Linked DNA regions of Sus scrofa: all the other regions are linked to region 1. A link is a contact called in public HiChIP or PLAC-seq data. All regions are on one chromosome and are shown on one strand. The core of a region is the stretch at or near the end of the contact, and the rest is flanking DNA. Distances in the headings are between cores, read along the strand shown.

The links. HiChIP or PLAC-seq counts read pairs in DNA pulled down with a chosen protein or histone mark.
Region 2: an H3K27ac HiChIP or PLAC-seq map of alveolar macrophages shows a contact between it and region 1. The contact joins two enhancer-like sites. A contact is called at or near these places in 1 of 47 Hi-C or Micro-C datasets (retroperitoneal adipose tissue) and 1 of 2 datasets of contacts at active chromatin or transcription factors (alveolar macrophages).
Region 3: a contact with region 1 is called in an H3K27ac HiChIP or PLAC-seq map of alveolar macrophages. The contact joins two enhancer-like sites. A contact is called at or near these places in 1 of 47 Hi-C or Micro-C datasets (embryonic fibroblasts) and 1 of 2 datasets of contacts at active chromatin or transcription factors (alveolar macrophages).

Annotation. Positions count from the first base shown.
Region 1 is chr5:39,766,368-39,769,106 of Sscrofa11.1, reverse strand. No RefSeq gene overlaps it. Among named protein-coding and RNA genes, the nearest start is that of OSBPL8, 23 kb to the right of the region's middle. Within about 2 kb of position 1,311, at least 1 of the 83 cell types and tissues checked has an H3K27ac peak or open chromatin away from gene starts, as enhancers often do. A contact at or near this core is called in alveolar macrophages, where this site is marked.
Region 2 is chr5:38,793,185-38,795,923 of Sscrofa11.1, reverse strand. It overlaps GLIPR1 (glioma pathogenesis-related protein 1), which reads right to left. Exons shown (of 8, transcript XM_021092049.1): 3 at 1,105-1,391. The coding sequence starts at 1,296. Among named protein-coding and RNA genes, the nearest start is that of KRR1, 27 kb to the left of the region's middle. Within about 2 kb of position 1,408, at least 50 of the 83 cell types and tissues checked have an H3K27ac peak or open chromatin away from gene starts, as enhancers often do. A contact at or near this core is called in alveolar macrophages, where this site is marked.
Region 3 is chr5:38,846,482-38,849,220 of Sscrofa11.1, reverse strand. No RefSeq gene overlaps it. Among named protein-coding and RNA genes, the nearest start is that of KRR1, 26 kb to the right of the region's middle. Within about 2 kb of position 1,315, at least 27 of the 83 cell types and tissues checked have an H3K27ac peak or open chromatin away from gene starts, as enhancers often do. A contact at or near this core is called in alveolar macrophages, where this site is marked.

The DNA of each region.
Region 1 (2,739 bases), core at 62-2,561:
GGAGTTTCTGCTGTGGTGCAATGGGATGGGTATCATCTCTGCAATGCCAGGAAGCAGGTTCAATCCCCAGCCCTGGCGTTGCCACAGTTGTGGCGTAGTAATATGGCTTGGATTTGATCCCTGGCCCAAGAACTCCATATGCCAAGGGACAGGGGGAAATAAAATTACACTGGCTGCATGGTCAGAATTCTCATTTCCTTTACTTAAAATTTGGGTTAGTACTCTGAAATATCTAAAGATAGGAGTTCCCTTCGTGGCGCAGTGGTTAACGAATCCGACTAGGAACCATGAGGTTGTGGGTTCGGTCCCTGCCCTTTCTCAGTGGGTTAATGACATGGCGTTGCCGTGAGCTGTGGTGTAGGTTGCAGTCGCGGCTCAGATCCCGCGTTGCTGTGGCTCTGGCGTAGGCCGGCGGCTACAGCTCTGATTCGACCCCTAGCCTGGGAACCTCCATATGCTGCGGGAGCGGCCCAAGAAATAGCAAAAAAAAAAAAAGAAATATCTAAAGATAGGTGGCTACCATTGGTTGAGTGTATTGTATGAATGGGCCCAGCACTGAGCTAACTACTTTGCATGCAATTCTACAACGTATTTTTTAAGGATATTATTATTATCCTTTCCCCTAAGTATGGGGAAATTGTTAACCTCAGTTAAGATGTTGAGTAATTTGCCCAGAGTCACAGCAGCTAGTGATTGACAGAGCCAAGACACAAGTTCACATCTGCTTACTCTAACATTAAGGGCTTTAATTTGCATTTCTCTAATAATCAGTGATGTTGAATAACTTTCTTATTTTTATTTATTTTATTTATTTATTTTATTTTGTTTTGTTGCTTTTTCAGGGATGCACCCACAACATATGGAAGTTCCCAGGCTAGAAGTCTAATTGGAGCTACAGCCGATGGCCTGCCCCACAGCCAGAGCAACGCCAGATCTGAGTCACGTCTTCAACCTGCACCACAGCTCATGGCAACGCCAGATACGTAACCCACTGAGTGAGGCCAGGGATTGAACCCTCAACCTCATGGATCCTTGTTGGGTTTGTTACACACTGAGCCACGATGGGAACTCCCTGAATTTTCTCCCATGAAGTAAACTTTCATGAATTTTTTGGCCATCTGTCTGTCTTCATTGAAGAAATATCTGTTTAGACCTTCTGACCATTTTTTAATTGGGTTGCTTGGTTTCTTTATATAAAGCTGTATGAGGAGTTCTCATTGTGGTTTAGTGGGTTAAGAACCCAACACAGTGTCCATGAGGATGTGGGTTGGCTCCCTGGCCTCACTCAGTGGGTTAAGGAGCAGGCATTGCTGCAAGCTGCAGCCATGAGCTATGGTGTAAGCCACAGACAAAGCTCTGATCCTGTGTTGTTGTGGTTCTGGTGTAGACCAGCAGCTGCAACTCCAATTTGACCCCTAGCCCAGGAAACTCCATATGCTGCAGGTGCAGCCCTGAAAAGGAAAAAAAAAAAAAAAAAAAAAGATACTGCTGTAACATATCAAAGAGCATACTGCCTCTGTTTTCCTCTAGGAGTTTTATGGTATCTGGTCTAACATTTAGGTCTTTAATACATTTTGAGTTTATTTTTGTGTATGGTGTTAAGAGTATGTTCTAATTTCATTCTTTTACATGTAGCTAATCTAGTTTTCCTTCTACCACTTAGGGAAGAGATCATTTTTTTCCTCCATTGCATATTCTTGCCTCCTTTGCTGTAGATTAATTTACCATAGGTGCATAGGTTTATTTATGGGCTTTCTATCCTGTTGCAAAGATCTATATGTCTGTATTAGTGCCAGTATCATACTGTTTTGATGAATGTAGCTTTGTAGTATAGTCTTAAGCCAGGGATCCTGATTCCTCCTTCTCCATTTTTCTTTCTCAAGATTGCTTTGATTACTTGGGGTCTTTCATGTTTTCAAACAAATTTAAAATTTTTTTCTTCTAGTTCTGTGAAAAATGCCATTGGTAATTTAATAGGGATTACACTGAATCTGTAGATTGTCTTGAGTAATAAAATCATTTTGAGGATATAGATTCTTCCAATCTAAGAACATAGTATATCTTTCCTTTTGTTGGTGTATTCTTTGATTTCTTTCATCAGTATCTTATAGTTTTCAGAGTACAAGCAATTTGCTCCTTAGGTAGGTTTATTCCTAGGTATTTTATTATTTCCGATGTAATGGTAAATGGGATTATTTCCTTAATTTCTCTTTCTTATATTTCATTATTAGTGTATAGGAATGCAAAGGATTTCTGTGTATTAATTTTGTATCCTGAAAATTTACTGAATTCATCAATGAGCTCTAGTAGTTTTCTGATAGCAACCAAATGAATAAAGAAGATGTGACACATATATTTGATAGAATATTATTCAGCCATTAAGAAAGCATGAAATAGTGCCATTTGCAGCAACATGGATGGACCTTGAAATTATCATACTAAGTGAAGTAAGTCAGAGAGAGAAAGGCAAATCTATGAGATCACTAATATGTAAAATCTGATAGAAACAATACAATAGAATTTACAAAACAGAAACAAAGATTTTGAAACCAAACTTATGTTTTACAAAGGGGAAACATGGCAGAGGGAGAGATAAATTAGAGTGTTGGGACTGATGTATATACACACTACTAAATACCGAAAAAACAGGTAATGGGGACCTACTGTACAGCACAGAAAAATTTACTCAGTACTGTATGGTAACTTATTTGGGAAAATTATCTGAAAAGGAATGGGTAT
Region 2 (2,739 bases), core at 159-2,658, 970 kb after region 1:
TAAATATGAAACAGTAAGAATGGAACCTGTTAACCAACAATGTAACTGGAGCGAGCCAAGTGGGAATGTGGATGAGACATGAGGTGCAATGTCCAGAAGAGAGAAGGAACAGCCCAGGTAAGTTCTATATGGAGGATCATATCACAGTCTTCAGGTTTTGACTAGGGTTAGTGGGAAATACAATGACCTAGTTTTGAGGCACTTAGAATCAAAGTGAGTGACACAGACCCACATTTCATGGAAGGCCCATTTTATGTACCTATTTTCTGAAATTTAATAACTAAAGTAGCTCCTATAACTAAAAATAGCACAGAAAGTTTAAAAACCAGCTCAAGGAGTTCCTGTTGTGGCACAGTGGGTTAAGAAACTGACATGAGATCTTTGAGGATGTGGGTTTGACCCTTGGCCTGCTCAGTGGGTTAAGGGATCCGGCATTGCCATAAGCCACGGTGTAGGTCAGACACAACTCAGATCTAGCATTGCTGTTGTTTTGGCGCAGGCTTTGGTTACAGCTCCACTTTGACCCCTAGCCCCCTTTGCTGCAGGTGCAGCTGTTAAAAAAAGAAAGAAAGAAAAAAAAAAAAAAAACAGCTCGAAGCTACAGAGATTCAGACCCAAGTCTGACTTAACTGAAATCCCCTAGAGACTGTGCTGCCTTCCTGAGTCAATTGTCTTATCAGCAACCAAAGAAAAGAAAAGAAAAGAAAAGAAAAGAAAAGAAAAGAAAAGAAAAGAAAAGAAAAGAAAAGAAAAGAAAGGAAAAGAAAAGAAAAAAATTTAGAGACAAAGAAAAACCAAAAAAAAAAAAAAAAAAAAAAACAAACCTCACAAGAATTAGCAGGCAAACAAGAGACATAAATTACATCAAAGACCCAAAGAGAGGAAGCAGCCAAAAAGAGAAACAAAACATACTTGCTGGGCTTGCTTGTAGCAAGGGTTGAGGAGGCAGGGCAAAAGTGGGTTTTTTGATCACAGATGAATTGATGGCACATTTCAATCAGTAAGAAAAATCATTGAAGATTACCAAGGATTCACCTCCAAAAAATCAATCCCCCTTAGTTGTTTTGGACTGACTTATGCCTCAGGGATGGATGCCTTTCTTACCATGTACAGCATATCACTAGCCGTTGGGTTCACTTCTGATCGGAGCTTGTTGTGAATTCGAACACAGTCTTTGATGAAATCCTCATTTTTGATATCTGGTAGAGAATTTGCTGGAGAGGAAGAGCTGGAGACTAAAGAGACCATCCAGGCTGTCACAGCCAGTGTGACTCGCATGCTCAGGCTGCTTGGCATGGAGCTCCCGGCCGCTGGAATCCAGAGGCACTGCGGGTGCCAAGGGGGTGCGTGCCTCTCAGTTTCACAAAGCACAGTCTGTACAGTATTCAGCTCTAAGACAGAAAGCAGAACTAGAGGTCACTGCAAGTTTGAAGAAGGGTTTATCCATGTATGGTTTGCAGCTCATTTTGTGCTCTTAACCCTGTCTTTTCGGGAGTTCTCAGTGACACAGCACCTACATGGATTTCTAGGAGGCTTCGTCAGACTTTGAGTTGGGGGGATGTTTCCAAAGGAAATTCTGGAATCTCCAAGAATAACAGTCTCAGTTTTTACAGAGGCTCTGGTGGTTAACTAAAAACATCTCTCTTACTTCAGTAAAGTTCTTGCAAAATACTTCTCAAAAACATTTTTTTTGGAGTCATATCAGCACACTGTGGTTGAAGTATCTGGTTAACATCATCCTTCGACCTAGAATTCACTCACAATGGTGAATGTGATGGGGTTGAGTCAGTTTTGTCCACCCCCTCTCTGCCCAATGAAAAAACAGCTATGTAAATTTTTAGGGACAGCTGACTACTGCTGCCAATGGACTCCTAATTTTGCAGCCTTTGCTAAACCTGTGTATGCTCTTCTCTCAAGATATCAGCCCAGAGTCTATTTCCTGGCCTTTGGAGGCATTCTTCTCCTTTGAAGCTTTAATAATTAGCTTTGTCCACCCTCCAGGTTCTTGGCTTACCTTATTTTGACAAACTGTTTCGTCTATACTTCCATGAAAATAGTGGGAATGCTGCAGGCATTCTAGGACAATCTTTTGCTTCTCAGATATGTTCTATAGTATATTCCTCAAGCCAATTAGACCCTAAGGCATCAGGTATGCCCTGTGCTTATGTGCAGCAGCTGCAGCTCCCACCTTGATTGACAAAGCCCAGTATGTGTATGGCAGGCTCCCCTACTCATCTCTGTGTTTCTCCATACTATGCCAGCTTTTTTTTTTTTTTTTTTTTTTGGTCTTTTTTAGGGCTGCACCCACGGCATATGGAAGTTCCCAGGCTAGGGGGCTGTTCAGAGCCATAGCTGCTGGCCATGGCCACAGAAACTCAGGATCTGAGCCACACCCGTGACTTACACCACAGCTCACAGCAACGCCAGATCCTTAACCTACTGAACAAGACCAGGGATCCAACCCACGTCTTCATGGATACTAGTTGGGTTCATAACTGTTGAGCCATGACAGGAACTCCTGTTAGCTACTTTTTTAAGTTCATAGGATATGGCACCTCTCTACATGGTGACAGGCCACTTATGAGCTGGCTCTTTTCATCATCTTATATTAACACTTTGAATGCAGCTACTTACCAGCCCTCCCTGCTGGAGAGTCCCGCTCTCTCCCACATGACTGCCTTGCAACCGTAGAAATGGTCTCAAAGCCATAAGAGGCTCTCTCAGACACTCCTTTAGATA
Region 3 (2,739 bases), core at 66-2,565, 920 kb after region 1:
GCCACCTACACCACAGCTCGCAGCAACACCGGATCCTTAATCCACTGAGCAAGGCCAGGGATCGAATCTGCATCCTCATGGTTCCTAGTCGGATTCGTTAACCACTGAGCCACGACGGGAACTCCCAGTTCTAATCTATTTAAAATGAAGTTTCTGACCCATTTAGAAGTAAATTTGGCTTTTTGACTATTTCTCTGCCTGCCATACATTTAGTATAGCCAGTCAGATGAAGGCACTCAATAATGTTTTAGAAGAAAATCAGAACAGAAAGAACCCTTTAAAGTCATCGAGCCCTTTATGTTACTTGTAAACAGACAATGAAGTAAGTTCCTTAAAATAAAGACAGGTAAAGAGAAAGCCTCCTGACTATAAATTTAGTCAAAATATTGCAACTGACCACCTCAGAGCTTGAGCAAGTTCTTTGTGAAGGTGAAAGAGCAGTTATAAGAAATCTCTGCTTCATGGAGTTCCCATGTGGCTCTGTAGGTTAAGGATTCAGAGTTGTCACTGTTGTGTTGTGGGTTGGATCCCCGGCCTGGGAACTTCCACATGCTGCAGGCTCAGCAAGCAACAAAAACAAAACAAAAAAAAGAAAAAAGAAAAAGAACAATCAAAAAGTCTGTGCTTCAGACCCAGGTGATTCCATTCTCTGTCTCCAGCTTCTGGCTTGCTCTCCTCCATCTTTCTCTACAATAGTCTGCTTCCTTTTGTTTAAAAAAGGATGGCTCCTACCATAAAAAGCATCATACTTAAATACAAAGGAAAGGAAAGTTACCTTAAAATATCCTTCATTGTTTTCTGTTTTGACTAGAAGGAACATGTAAGTTAGGGGGAAAAAAATGCTTTATTCATTTCCAGTGTTTGTTTTCTTTTTAAATTCAATCAGTTCATCAAGTAAGAAAAAAATTAATGTCTGAGACATTTGGAAACTACAAGGGATTTTGACCTCTGGTATCTCATTAAATTCCATAAGTAATGGTTTCTAGTAAGTGGAAGCTGGCGACATGTTTAGAAAGTAGTATACCAAAGGAGCATGTGCCATTTATGGGTAGCTTGATCTGCTTATGGGAACACAGTTTCAGTTCAGCTTTTTCCTGCCATCTCCCCTGACAGCAGGACCATGAACTCTGTTAGAATCTACTTTCTTTATATTTTTGCTTGTTTTGTACATTTTTCTCGAAGAAAACATTTTTTCCTTCCCTTATTAAATCATGCTAACAGATCCGTTTTGCTCCACATGAGTATAAATACCAAGGCAACACTGCTCTGAGCAGCAGGCACTATCGTGGATCCCCTTCAAGTGAGTCATGTTTCCTCTCTGAACGCATGTCTTAAATTTGCTAAATTCCTTTTCGTGATGTGTGTCATCGGTTTAAGCAACTTCCGTTGGTTTCATTGAATTCTCATCTGACTTCTGTTTTTCACTAACTGGAAGAGAGAGTCTTAACAAGACACAGAAACACTGGCAACTTTGTACACAAAACAAATAAGCAAACAAACAAAAAGCTGTGATTAGGCCCTGACTCAGTGGTGTTTTGATTCACGAACAGGGTTGCTAACATCTCTAGGAACATGATCTCAAGAAACACCGTAACTATTGCATCAAATTCATTCTTGTGTACACTCTTTAGCTCCTCCAAATACCCCTTCCTGTTTTGTTTTTCCTAGTTTTGTTTAATGTGGTCTAAGATGTTCTTATAGTTTTAAGGCAATAGATTAGGAAATTTGTAGAGATGTTTGAGCCTTATGACGATGGAGATACTTCTGAGGTCAAAAGCATTTTTTTACCTATTTAAAGAAACAAAAGTCCTTTAAACAATGATTCTTCAGACCCGAAGTGTGGTTCTTTTGAAAACTTTTCAATTAAGGATTTCTTTACCAGTTCCTACATATCATGTGGGTAATAATAAAACATCCCTTACCTAGTGAACAGTTGTTATTATTGGTTAAGCTGATGGAAATAAGAGAGAATTATGGCCAGCTGCAAAACATTCAATGAGTGGTGAAAGAAAATAACAGCTGGTATTCCACTTGCTATAAATATTTTTAATTAAAATTTGCCTCCTTGTTTTCAGTTTGGGTTAATAGCAGGGGTATTTAGTTAGTTACTGTACAGGTAAAGGGATGTCTTTCTCTTTGAGAATAGCTTTTTAACTTCTCTGTTAACAATAACTATGAGCAATAATGGTCTTATCCTACTGGACGATAAGAAAATGAGCTTCATGACAAAACTCTAATTCTTTTCTAATTCCGTACCCAAGAATTTCAAGGTTTTAGGTATTTACTTTTAATGCTTGTATTTCCAGATAATGAGTTTTTGTTGTCCATCAGGAGTTCTTACAAAAAGTGAGGATAGTGAAGAGATATGTATCTTAGAAATGCCTAAATGGGCCTGGGTTAGAAGTGTGTGTGTGTGCATGGGTGTGAGGATGGTGAATAGATGTATCTCAGAAATACCTAAATGGGACCCAAGTTAGAAGTATGTTCATGTGCGTGTGCGCACTCACGCACACACACACACACACACACACAATTTCCTCACTAAAATTCTGCCTTTTTGTCTTAGAGGACTTTCCTCCCACTCTTCATCTCATCACCCACTTGCTATCAAACATTGATGCTTTCTAGAATTTAGTTTCCCAGGTCATTTCTACTCTGCCTGCCCTCCTCAGACAGTTTTCATTTCTTTGTGGTATTAACCATGGCCTGTTTATTCATGATGCAAAACCCCCATTCTCT